Linked DNA regions of Astyanax mexicanus: region 1 is linked to region 2. A link is a contact called in public Hi-C data. All regions are on one chromosome and are shown on one strand. Each heading gives the region's core, a stretch centred on a gene start, on an enhancer-like site or on the middle of the called end of the contact. The rest is flanking DNA. Distances are from core to core; before and after follow the strand shown. Region 1 holds the start of slco2b1 (solute carrier organic anion transporter family, member 2B1). Region 2 has its middle 15 kb from the start of serpinf1.

Region 1 (6,689 bases), core at 1,428-3,927, 45 kb before region 2:
AGATGCCCAAAGGGACACTTGGAGATACCCAAAAGGACATTTGGAGATGCCCAAAAGGACACTTGGAGATGCCCAAAAGGACATTTGGAGATGCCCAAAAGGACACTCAGAGATGCCCAAAAAACCACTTGGAGACACCCAAAAGGACATTTGGATATGCCCAAAAAGACACTTGAAGATGCCCAAAAAGACACTTGGAGATGCCCAAAAACGCCCAAAAAGACACTTGGAGATTACCAAAAAGAAACTTTGAGATACCAAAAGGTCACTTGAAAATGCCCAAAATGGACTCTTGGAGATGCCCAAAGGGACACTTGGAGATACCCAAAAGGACACTTGGAGATGCCCAAAAGGACAATTGGAAACGCCCAAACGTACTCTTGGAGATGCCCAAAAAGACACTTGGAGATGCCCAAAAAGACACTTGGAGATGCCCCAAAACACACTTGGAGATGCCCAAAGGGACACTTGGAGATACCCAAAAGGACATTTGGAGATGCCCAAAAGGACACTTGGAGATGCCCAAAAGGACATTTGGAGATGCCCAAAAGGACACTCAGAGATGCCCAAAAAACCACTTGGAGACACCCAAAAGGACATTTGGATATGCCCAAAAAGACACTTGGAGATGCCCAAAAACGCCCAAAAAGACACTTGGAGATGACCAAAAAGAAACTTTGAGATACCAAAAGGTCACTTGAAAATGCCCAAAATGGACTCTTGGAGATGCCCAAAGGGACACTTGGAAATGCCCAGAAAGACACTTGGAGACGCCCAAAAAGACACTTGGAGATGCCCAAAAAGAAACTTTGAGATACCAAAAAGGACACTTGGAGATGCCCAAAAAGAAAAACTGCATTAGTGACGATTACAAATAAATCCCATGCCCTTGGACTGTAATGAAACAGGGAGGGGGGGGGGAAATTTAGAGGTTTTGGTCAGGAGTTCGGTGCAGCTTCGCTGAGAAGCGTGAACTTCTATATAGTGGACAGTTACATTTTGACACAGAACCAAAAAACTACATTACCAATTTTTGTTAAACTTTCATAAAAGTGTTCCTTACTTCATTCTTAATAAGAAAAAATATATATACCTGGATATTTCTTGCAAAATAAAAATATTTGACCGATATTCCAGAGGTCATATTGTAATTTTCACTGTTGGTCGCCATCTTGGATTTCTGATCTCAATTTTGAGAATATTGATTAAGGCATTTATTTTTTACACAATTAAGAGTGGGTTTGAAGACAGCAAAACATGTGGTTTGGAGTATGTATTGCAAATCTTTTGTTTTTTAAATGCGTTTAAATATGCGTCCACTGTAGTGGACACTATGCATGAAAGGGTTAAATAGTGATTCTGTGTAACAACAATCTGAACTACTCCTAAAAATGAGTATAAATAACTAATAACACTCAAAAATAGTCATGTGGCTGTTTTTCTCTATAGTTTTGGGATAGTAGTCTGAGCACTCTCAATGGGAGTTTAGGCACAGCTCTTATTTATATGAATGGCATAACGTGCTTTTGTACAGCGCGCGTTTTTACGCACGGTATGCGCTTTTACGCACAGCGCGCGTTTTTACGCACGGAATGCGCTTTTACGCACGGGATGCGCTTTTACGCACGGAATGCACAGACGTTTTGTAAAGCATTTTAAGGTACCCTAAGGCCACAAGAAATATATTTAAGGAGTCTTTGATTACTTATGACTCTTCTCTAATGAGCTAAAGTCCCTAATAGATTAGATAAAATGTTGTTTATTTTAGTGTACTGTAATTATTCGGGTCTGTTTTCGTGAGTTGTGCCTGTTCTTGCACGCTCACTGTACTAAAAAGGTGTTAAAACTATTATCACTATGTCAACTTATTTTTCCGTCCATCAACCCAAAATATTAATCATATCATTTCTAATACTTATTCTTACACTACATTCAACTTTTAAAACAATCATTCATGTTCTTTCGTGTTTTTTAACATATTATCAGAGAAGCGGAGATAAATGGGACAGTGTGGTTGGAACTTGCATGTAATGTGATTAACAGTACTTTGTCTCCACCTGGTGGTCATTTTGTACATTGTCTTTTTTACTGTATAGAAAGCTATAGAAAGTGTCCTATTACATCTCAGCTATGCTATTATATAAAGCATGATGCAAACAGGAAGTCATATATTTTACATAGCTGTAAGAAATGAGTGAGACATGTAGGCTGTACATTACAGTGTTTCTCAGTCCTAGTCGTGGGGTAGCACTTCCCAGCACATGCTCTTTACACATACACTTTACCTCAATTATGAGGTGACGAAGTTGTATTAATTAGTGGTATAAAATGTGTTTAGAGCATGGAAAACATCAAAAGTGCAAAGAAGGGTGGCTCCAAGATCAGTGTAAATATATATATATATATATATATATATATACTATTAAAATGATCTATTTAAAAATGCTATTAAATCTTATCAACTAACTATTTTGATAAACAATCAGCCAATTAATGTTTTCGTTTACAGTGCAAAAAAATGCACTAAACGCCATGTCCTGCACAGCTCAGATTGTGCAATGCCTGGACTTTACAATTCCTCTCCCCCTTTTTTAGAGTTCATTGAGCTCTGTTTACAAAGTTGCCAGGTTCGCAGTTTTCCAGCCAAATTGGGCTTGTTTGAAAATCCAGTCGCGTGGGAAAATTATGGGGTGGTGGGGTGCATTGGGTTACTTTTAAATAATATCCTTGGCCGTCAAAAAAACCCAAAACTAAACAAAAAAAGTCGACACTAAAATCAGTCTTCCTTAAATTACAATGTAACCAGAAATTGCAATAAAAACATGTCAACGAGAAGAGAAAAGAGTTCAGGAGGGGCAAGAACAGAAAAAGTAAGTAAAAGTCATTTTTTGCTAATTATGTTACTATTAAATCTTCTTGACTGGGATATAAAACTGTTCTAAAATAACTAATAAAACACATTAGTTACAATATTATTAATATCAATATATAAAGTCAGTCTAAAAAGGGCGGGTTTTAGACTGACTTTAGGCTGCATATTTTGGGCTGGACTTGGCAACCCTGTCTGTTTAAGTCTTGGAAAACTTCCTCAAAAGTGAAAGCTGGATATTCTACATCTCAGCAACTCCACAGTAAGTGCACTCTTATTCACGCGCATGTGCTTGATCTCATTTTGTTTTGTGGTTAGTCTGCATTGAGTTGCATTGTTGAATTCTGCATTTACTCATTCATTCCACACATTAGTGTAGACAGGCAAGTGTGCTTTCAAAGGAAACTACTCACTGAACCACTGTGCCTTTGTATTTTGTATTTGCACAGGATTTTACATGAGAGATGTATGAGACATTTTGCAATATTTGTATTTGTAGTAGGAAAGCTTTATTCGCAAAATAATTTCCCTGTGTGGATTTATGGATTTAAAAAATGTGCCTTATCAGTCTTATCCCATGACTTAAGCAGTTTAACAGTTTAAGGGTCAAGTGTTATTGGTGTTGTCTTCACCATGTCTTTATGTTTGTTTGTTTTTATCATATGATATTTGATGCTGATTATGGTTTATGTGTAGCTTAATAAAACAAGCTGAGAATATATTTTGAATGTGTATATTTTAATAATTCCTAGATTTTGTATTACCCCAGTTGGGCATACAGTGTATTAATTTTTTTTCCATGTGTTTCTATCTGTGGATCATAAAAGAAAAGTTTAACAAGTAAGCATAAACCTGTCATTACCGAATGTATTGACTGCAATCCAATATCCTTAGCAATTGTGAAATTGTGTAATTACGTTTTAAATCCTAAACCAAAGTAACAGTAATTGCACTCTTCTTATGATTAAGTCATGTGCAGAGCTCAATATGCTTGCAGGAGATCACTAAGATACTATGCATTGAATCACAGAACACATAATTTCAGGAGGAAACATAACATCCCTCCTGAGAATGCAGACCGAGCAGGTTTTAGGAACGAGAGCCACAGTTGGGGATCACGTGTTCTGTAGTGATAGATACAGATAAACCGACTTATTTTTGAGTGACTGACTAATTCACTTATTTACTTCTAAACTTGCTTATTTTTTTCTTGCTTATTAACAAAAATACTTATGTGTTCATATTTACATTCAGCCCAAGGACAGTGCAGCATCATATTTTGCAGAAAAAAAAATCTGTTTTTCACACCTGTATGTTATAGTTCAATTAAGTCCGGTTTGTTTGAGCAAATGTGTATACAGTAATCACATTTGGATGCAGTGTACTTAAAATATAAACTGATATTTTGTCCAGCTTTTTATTACAGATATGAACAAATAGCATCTCTGCCAATCATTTGTATGTAGGGATTGGTTATATAGTTTATTATATATTATTGTTACTACGTATGTATTTTTGCTATTATTTATGTTATTTAAGAAGTAGAAATGTGCATTTTCTGAAGAGTATATGAAATAGTAGCAAAGCTAAAGTGGTTTCTACTGGTTGTTAATGATCCCAGGTGGTTGCTATGGTGTTGCTTAATGGTTACTAGCTGTTTGCTATGGTGTTGCTAGGTAGTTGCTATAGTATCGAGGGTGACTGTTATGTTAGGTGGTTGCTGAGGTGTTTCTTGATGGTTGCTAAGGTGTTACTGAGCGGTTCCTAAGGTAACAGGTTGGTGGCTAAAGTGTTCCTACAGTGTTTTTGGATGCTCTTCTGTGTTGCTGTGCTATGACTGTTGGTTTATAAGTCATTGCAATGTGTTTGCCCCGGAAAGAGTTTGGTTGCTAAGGTGTGGATCAGTATGTCTGTATTGTTATCCAATTTATATTCTTGCTTTACAATGCACAGCCATGATTATTAAGCATTAATATTATGTAATGATCAATTAATTTGAAACATTTGCCTTTAAAGGGTTAATGACAATTCAACTAATCTTTTGAACCCTTAAAATATATATATATATATATATATATATATATATATATATATATATATATATATATATATATATAATATTGTCGTTTTATTATGTTAAACTTATATTCGGTTATATTTGAGATTTACAAATTGAATAAGATGTAGTAAATAGGGGTGGGCGATATGGCTCTAAAATAATATTGCGATATTTCAGGGTATTTTTGCGATATCGATATACTTGGCGATATAGGAAAACAGAAAAATAATTTGTTAATTTCAGGAATATAGTATAAGAGTATAACAGTATAATCATAATGTGGCAAAATAAATAATATAGCATAAAATAATATAATGCAGCAAAAAATATTGCAGAATATTTAGTGCATGCATATAAACTGCAAACTAAAACAATTATACAATAAATACACCCAAAGCTTCACACTAAATAATAGACTACTTTTAAGACAGAACAGCCTTATTATCACGATATGGATTTTTACTATCACGATATTTCTGTGTCTCGATATATTGTATACGATATAATATTGCCCACCCCTAGTAGTAAATAATAATTAAAAACGTTATCCCTAATTCCAAATATCTCTATTACTAGTCTATTTAAAACAATAGCCTTTAAAGGGTTAATAATCATTCAACCACTAATATAAACGCTGCATAAACCTATTTAATATATAGACATTTTAACTATATATATATATATATATATATATACATATATATATATATATATATATATATTTTTTTTTTTTTTTTTTTAAATGTACATACAGTTATGTTTGGCTTTTTAAAAAATAATTTAAAGATAATTGTAAAACTTTCTCCCTAATTCCAGATATTTCTACTCTGCATAAATATACATTAATAATCTGTTTGATACATTAAGTTTAAATGGTTAATAAGAATTCAACTAAACCTTAGTTTAAACCTTGCAAAATAAAAACAAAAAAAATATATATATATATACAGTCTTTCATTATATAATTTTAATATAAATGTAAATATTTTCCGTAAATTTGCCGTTTTTTATCGCTGTTTACAATTATGATCATTTAAAACTGTCTCCCTAATTTACAACATTACTATTCTACACAGTATTTTGGAACAAATATAGATTATATATATATTGAATACTGGGGGGAACCTTCGTTCCTGAATATTGTTTCCCTCCGGCGAGCCCGTGACACCACGCGACTCATCCTCAGCGCAGGTTTGTATAGATGCTTGTGTTGCTATAGTAACTGGGCTGGGCTTAAGCATATTTCGCGGAACCGAGCCAGACTGGAAAGCCGGGCTAACTGAGTTACAGTCCCCCCACGCCACACCACCTCCCCGTCCCCACCACCTCTTAGTGATGCTGTAAAGCTGCAGCCCTAACGAGCTGGCTAGGGGCTGAGAGGTCAGAGCTCTGTTTTTAATAGAAATGAATCTTCTACTTTATAATTTAATGTCTAAAACAAAAGTAACACACTAATATCACTTACAATACTGAAAAAAAATATTTACACATAAAGGCATACAGTTTAGGCATAAAGCTCATCTGTTTATATAGCTATTTACAGATTTAAGCATAATACCTGACATTAATATTGTTCATATTGTTTGTATTTTATCAGACTGTGACTTGGTAAGGAGTAAAGATGACTGCTACAGAGCCACAGGAACAACCACAGAGGGTAAAACCATGCAGGATCAGAGCCCTCTTCAATAATATCAAGGTAAGATTTTCAGGCACCACTGTTTTACTTTTACATACTCTAGTAAATATTACTTAATTCCA
Region 2 (6,786 bases), core at 4,039-6,538:
GTGATTCAGGGAGCATGAGATCATCATTTTCACACATGGATTGTTCACCACAGACTTTAGAGTCCAGACCTTAACCTCATTGAGAATCTTTGGGATGTGCTGGATGGAGAAGACTTTGTGCAGTGGTCAGACTCTACTTACATCAATGCTGCTGCAAGATCTTGATGAAAAACTAATGTAACACTGAATTAAAATAAATCTTGTCACATTGCAGAAGCTTATCAAGCAACGTCACAGTGAATGTGTGCCGCAATCAAAGCTAAAGACGGTCCAACTAAATATTAGAGTGTGTGACCAGCCAGAGTATTTGATTTGTATGTATTTATTTTACTGAATCTTGTTTTTGAGTCTATTACTAACAGAAACAGCATTGTTATATCTTTATCACTGGAATACAATTCGGGTCTGTAAAGAACAGTGTTGTAATGTACTTTTAAAGGGTTTGTGACACATTCAGTACGTCACCATAAGCTTTCACTTAAAGACTCATGATGACTCAGAGAATGACATGATCAGACAAGTTCTGAGGTAGAACTGCAAAGTAAAACAAATGCCTTTTGTTTTAAGTTGCCTTGAAACATTCACATCAGTGTTAATGATAGTCTACATTAAATCCTCTTTAGAACAAGTTATTTAGAAATTTACAGGAACAAATGTGAAAGTGAAGACGGTAGTGTAGGCCACTCTGAGCACAAACATCTGCTAATGTCAGTAAAGATTTTAAATCTCTAACTGGAAACAGATGCGAACATAATGCCTTTGATGAGTAAAATGAATAAAAAACTGAAAGCAGCTCACACATACGAGTACACACAACTGATTTAGATCTACCCCAAGATACACAATCTTTCTTTCACATTCAAAGTGAAAGAACATTTTTTCATGGTTAAATAGTCTAGCATTTTGTTCATGTCCAAAGATTTCACTTACTCTATGTTGGAGTCATTCTAGGAAAAGACATTACATTTCGTACAGACAGAGAGATAATTTTAGGGGCTTTTCTATGCTGTTAAACATATTTGTGAACCTTTAGACAAAACAAGGGTTTAAAAAAATCACCTTAAACAAGTAATTAATCCCATTGGAAAAGTGGAATAAATCAGTTATTATTTTTAGAATATGTAACCCTATTTTACACACTGCGAAAGAGCCACACGATGCTCGTTGCTATCTTACGCCCTGCAAACAGTCTATTTTCATTTCTTGTGCCTGCACGATTGTGATTGGGAATATATTTACGTCGATAGGTGTAGTGGTTTCTAAAATTGCTATCTTGGCAACGGAAAACACACGTGTGCAACTGACTGAAGCTAACCTAGATGGAGGTCAACAGTGAAGGGTTCATTGCTACCTTGGCAAAGCAGGTGTGCTGCCAACAGTGTTGGGCATGTTACTGAAAAATAGTTACCGTATTTTTCGGACTATAAGGCGCACTTAAAAACTTGTAATTTTCACAAAAATTGACAGTGCGTCTTATAATACGGTGCGCCTTTTGTATGGATTTTACTCGTCAGGTTGTAAGGAGCAGTAAACACACACTCCGTGCAGCGTTATAGAGAGTTTCAGTGCTATACAGAGTCCAGAGCCGTGCAGCTCCGAGGCTGAGCAGCAATAGCATTAGCTAGATGCTAACCGCTAAGCTAGCTAGCTTATTCACTGAGATCAGTATTATCTAAATTTTACTCGTCAGGTTGTAAGGAGCAGTAAACACACACTCCGTGCAGCGTTATACAGAGTTTCAGTGCTATACAGAGTCCAGAGCCGTGCAGCTCCGAGGCTGGAGCAGCAAATAGCATTAGCTAGCTTATTCACTGTTCAGAGATCAGTATTATCTAAATTTTACCCGTCAGGTGTAAGGAGCAGTAAACACACAGAGCAGCAATAGCATTAGCTAGATGCTAACCGCTTAGCTAGCTAGCTTTTTCACTGTTCAGAGATCAGTATTTTCTAAATTTAGCACTTTTAATACTGCTGGAGCAGTATTATTAGAGTTAGATGCTAATCGCTAAGCGTTCACCGTTCAGAGGTGAGTTATCGGCCTGTAAGTCTGTGCTGCTTTGCCTGGCTAGCATTAGCTAGATGCTAAGCGCTAACTCTCTCAGAGGTGAGTTTTATCAGCCTGTAATCTGCTTGTTTACCGTGTTAAAACAAGCTACGGGGGACGAATCGCTAGCTAATATCTCACTGTCTTACCAGAACACGCAGGATTACTCAGTGTAACGCTGTCGTTTAAGTTTGGGTTAACTTTACTAGTTTAGGTGACTAGCTAGCGTGCTAGCGGATAGCTATGCTAACGCTGGTGCAGCAAGCCTTAGTGGACATCTGGAAATCTAAGCTTACTGTAAATAAACTGAAGCACGTTACTCACCCAAATAAACAGTTTTCAGGAGAGGAATCTGTGTAGATTAATATCCAGCACTCGTTTGAGCTAGATTTGTATACTGAGACGCTCCACCGGCAAGCCAACCCCCCCGGTGGGGGAAGGGAAACATGGCGCCACCCCTGTTCACTTTGATATAGGCACCCTTTCTAGTGTCACTTAACGCGCCTTATAATGCGATGCGCCCTATGTATGGAAAAATAGCAGAAAATAGGCGTTCTTTGATAGTGCGTCTTATAATACGGTGCGCCTTATAGTCCGAAAAATACGGTAGTTATGGTTACTAGTTACTAACTGAGTTACTCCACTATAAAAGTAACTTGTTACCAATAAAAGTAACTATTGCGTTACTTTTGTGTCACTCGCGCCCCCGTAACCTGGCGATTATCAGTGCTGGGCTTGACAGATAGATAAATATATTCATTACTCTATTGTTCACTGAACATTTTTTTTCTCATTCTAAATTAAAAACGAACTACTTAAATATTTTTAATGAACCAACAGAGCATTGTAAAAAACATAATAATAATAAATAATAAAAAATTAATCTAAAAAAAAAAAAAAAAGATGCAATTGACTTTTTGGGTTTTGTTTAAGAAGTACATTAGAAGTACCAACACAAATCAAATACTTTTAGTTAAATAATAATGTTAATAATAATAATAATGCCCTGATCCCTATTTAAAAGTGAAGTCAGCCATATAACTCACTCTTCAAATCTAAATGAACCTCCAATATCCTGCAGTGATGGGAACTTTATTCATCCAAATTAAAGTGTTTGGATTGCCTTGGTTCACTTATCAAGTCCGTATTTAAATTGAAAAATGTACAAAAATCAGTTAAGTTGCTTGATACTGTTTATTTTTCTGTCTGTTTGCTTGTTTTACTGTGTAAGTATTTTGACTTCTGTTTCTTCAACTTTAACAGGATAAATAAAGCTGTGAATTAAATTTCCTTAATTTAAAACTATACAGACCTTTTATAAAGTTTTTCCTACACTGAACAAGAAGACTGAAGAAGAGACCGAAGCAAATATGTTAATACTACAAGTCAATGTGAGAGCAGACAAAGCTGTCCTTTATGAGGTCTAAATCCCACAGGATGGTCGAGATTTAGAAAAATATGCATTATTGCGTAACAGGAATAGATAACACAGTCCATGCTATTTACTCGACAGAATGAAAATAAACCGTTCATTTTCAGTGATGCACTTAAAGTATGATTTATTTACAAGTCAATGTGAGAGCAGACAAAGCTGTCCTTTATGAGGTCTATATCCCACAGGATGGTCGAGATTTAGAAAAATATGCATTATTGCGTAACAGGAATAGATAGCACATTCCATGCTATTTACTCGACAGAATGAAAATAAACCGTTCATTTTCAGTGATGCACTTAAAGTATGATTTACTTAGCTTGATGTGTTTAGGAGATAAATGATTCATATCATTCCTATGAATTACTATTGCTGTTGATGATCCAGAAAGAGATGGCACGGGGGTTTTATTTAACTATAAACAGCTAACGGTCTCATTCTTTTATTACTGCACTGAACAGAATTCATAATGAAGACCTAACTCTACATATTTATCAGAGAAATCACCAGTGACTGTGTTCCTCTCTTTCACTATTTTTGTCGGTCCTCCAACTTTGCCCAAGCCTGACCTGTTCCCTTTCTTTAATGCTATTGTGAAACAGGGTCTATGAGCCTCAGCTGCTTCCTGTTTAAGACAGGCTTGTTTCCTTTGACAAACACAATCTGTTGTGTCTGGACATCCTCTGGATCAGAAGAACAATTTGGTTAAAAAAAAAAATGTTCTCTTCAGTAAACTCCCCAAAATGTTTGCAAGCTGACTGTCCCATAAATTTCCTTTTAAGGCCTGGTCGTGGCTGGTATAAATAATTATATGCACAAAAATAATACAGTGGTGTGCAATCTAGGCACTAAACTATTTATTCACGAAAACAAATAGAATCGTATACAATTTTGTAACTTAAGATGATAGTTATAATTAGTGATCATTTTTGTGTCAGCGTTTTAACTGCACTCTGCCAAGCTTCAAATGTTACAGTAACATACACAATGTAGCATCACCCTTGTGACTCCCAGGTTAGAAAACCCTGCATTGTGAAGTTTTGTGCATGATACTTTTTCTTATATTGTTTCTCATATAACCCAAATCAAACAAGGAACCAAATCTTTTTAAACACTCTTACAAATAAAGCCACCTCACTGCTTTAAATGTTTTTTTATTAATCTATGCTATAGAAGAGCCCACTTTTGTTTTCAAAAAGATCTATGTTTTTAACTAGGGTGCCTCGATACCTCTTACTTACTCAATACTGAGAACATGCATGATGCATGATTGTATCTTAATTCTATTGGTATGGTTGGATAATAGCTTCTTTTTAAAATCATCGGTTCTCTTGCTGGCTGCACTACTACAATTGGCAGACACTGGCGAGCTAATTTAAACCCATTGATTTAAGCTAGTTTTTGTTTATAAGTTTTAAAGTTATAAAGTTATACCGAGGTGTCTAGTCTCTATGCAAGTTATACATGTGTTTATCTGCATAGGCACTGGCAAATATATATATATTTGTAATATTGAATATCATCATTGGTCCAGATTTTCTCATATTGGTGCCTCCATAATCCCTAATTAACTTACACTCACTGACAAAAAAAGAATAATGCACTAAGAACTTAAAGAACTAAGAACAGTTGTTGAAACTCTTGTTCCCATAGATATATCCCCATAAATGATTGATCGGCAATGAATCTGGCAACCAAGCAGGCCAGCAAAGAGCTGCAATCTGGGGAATACATTCCAGGGAAATGCTTACTGTGGATGCTGACGATCTTGATGGCAGGCACTTTTTTGAACCGCCATCCTGATTCTGAGTACAAAAATGCCCCCTCTTAAAGTCCCTCAACTGTGGAAAAGGTTTACCACGCATTGTCGAGACCTGTCTAGCCGTCAGCAATCTTTCACCAAGAGGTATGCTAACCAAAAGTAGCCTCTGAGAGCCTTTTAATTTGGCAGTAAGGGAGGCACTTTTGATCTGTAGTGGCAAGACCCAGTGTCTAATCAGACCAAAAATGTAATCATTTACATATCTGCCAGAGACAGAACGGCATGCTGAGATGGCATGCAATCTGGGTACATTCATTTTTTCTGGGGTCATTTATGTGATTGTGTAGACTAGTGACTCAAATCGGATTTTACTTTTTTTTTCTTAGAATATCAATTTCAGAGATTTTGGCCTATATCGAATGAAGATCGAAACATCACATCCCTAGTTTTTCATAATGGTTTAATAAGTAGGTGTGTATTTTTAAGAACATCTAAATTGGTGAACAAAACCTTTACATTGTTCAATTTGTGAAAGGTCCCTCACATTTATATATCTTTATTACAAATAAAAAACTCCCAAAGACAGAGCTCTTCAAAAAGCACTTAGTCTCCTAACACCCCTAACAAACAAACTACTTCTAACCTCATTCTCTCCTTTATCCCACTGTTTCGCTTTGGCCTCCTTTAGGCCCTGTCTTAAATCTTTTTTCTAAATGTACATCATTATTGTAAGTCACAAAAAATGGGTCTTTATGAAAGCAAAATTGGTTCTTCTATTACATTATTTTTCAAAAGTGAAGGGAAAAGCTTTCCATTCTACTACATTTGAGAATACGGGCTAAAATGTGTTACTGTTGACTTTCTGGTTGAAATTACCAAAGTAGTTAGGGCCCCCACCCAAGTGTTTATCTGAACCAATACAAGCAATGTTGGTTGTAGATAAGGCAATCCATCTAACTGGCCGACTAAAATCACAAGGCCCACCACAGCTGATAGCACTGTGTACTGTGTATTTGAGCCTCATTTGGGAATTAACCATATTCTGCAGTTTCACATATCTAGAGTAAAATCTCCCTACATTACCTCATTACCAAATGATCATAGTTTCTGCAAAATTATATTTTATTTTTTTCAGATTGTGCGTTGTAAATTAACAATGTTGAAAACGTTGGACTTTCCAACATGTCACATGACTTTACTGTTTGAATAAATGATCATTACAGTTAAAGATGTTTTAATTTACAGACATTTTGCAGGCTTTCTTAAAGCTCATCTTTTGGCGCCACCTGGTGGTCCAGGAAGGCAGTTGGTGTGTTGCTGGGGTCTTTACACACATGGAATGCATTAACTTCCTATTGTGTGAAAAGGAAAGTGGTCTCTGGTGAGCTTGCATCTGTTTGCATAGTTTTAGCATGCTTTCACTTTTCATTTTTCACTTTTTGCACCTGGTAGCCTATATTTCTGATATTGTAGAAAGTTGCAAATGAGCCAAACAAGACAATCATTATTCAAAGTTTTGGTTTAATAAATAAACAATAAGAGTGCACT

Evidence for each region. Hi-C and Micro-C count contacts between places; a contact is called where the count stands out from the background.
Region 1: a Hi-C map of muscle shows a contact between it and region 2, with 10 times the contacts expected there. The contact joins the promoter of slco2b1 here to the enhancer-like site in region 2. A contact is called at or near these places in 3 of 3 Hi-C or Micro-C datasets (blood and muscle).

Annotation. Positions count from the first base shown.
Region 1 is chr17:13,378,946-13,385,634 of AstMex3_surface, reverse strand. slco2b1 (solute carrier organic anion transporter family, member 2B1) reads left to right here and starts at 2,677. Exons shown (of 15, transcript XM_007259588.4): 1 at 2,677-2,870; 2 at 6,526-6,627. The coding sequence starts at 6,550.
Region 2 is chr17:13,336,408-13,343,193 of AstMex3_surface, reverse strand. No RefSeq gene overlaps it. Among protein-coding and RNA genes, the nearest start is that of serpinf1, 15 kb to the right of the region's middle. Within about 2 kb of position 5,288, the one cell type or tissue checked has an H3K27ac peak away from gene starts, as active enhancers do.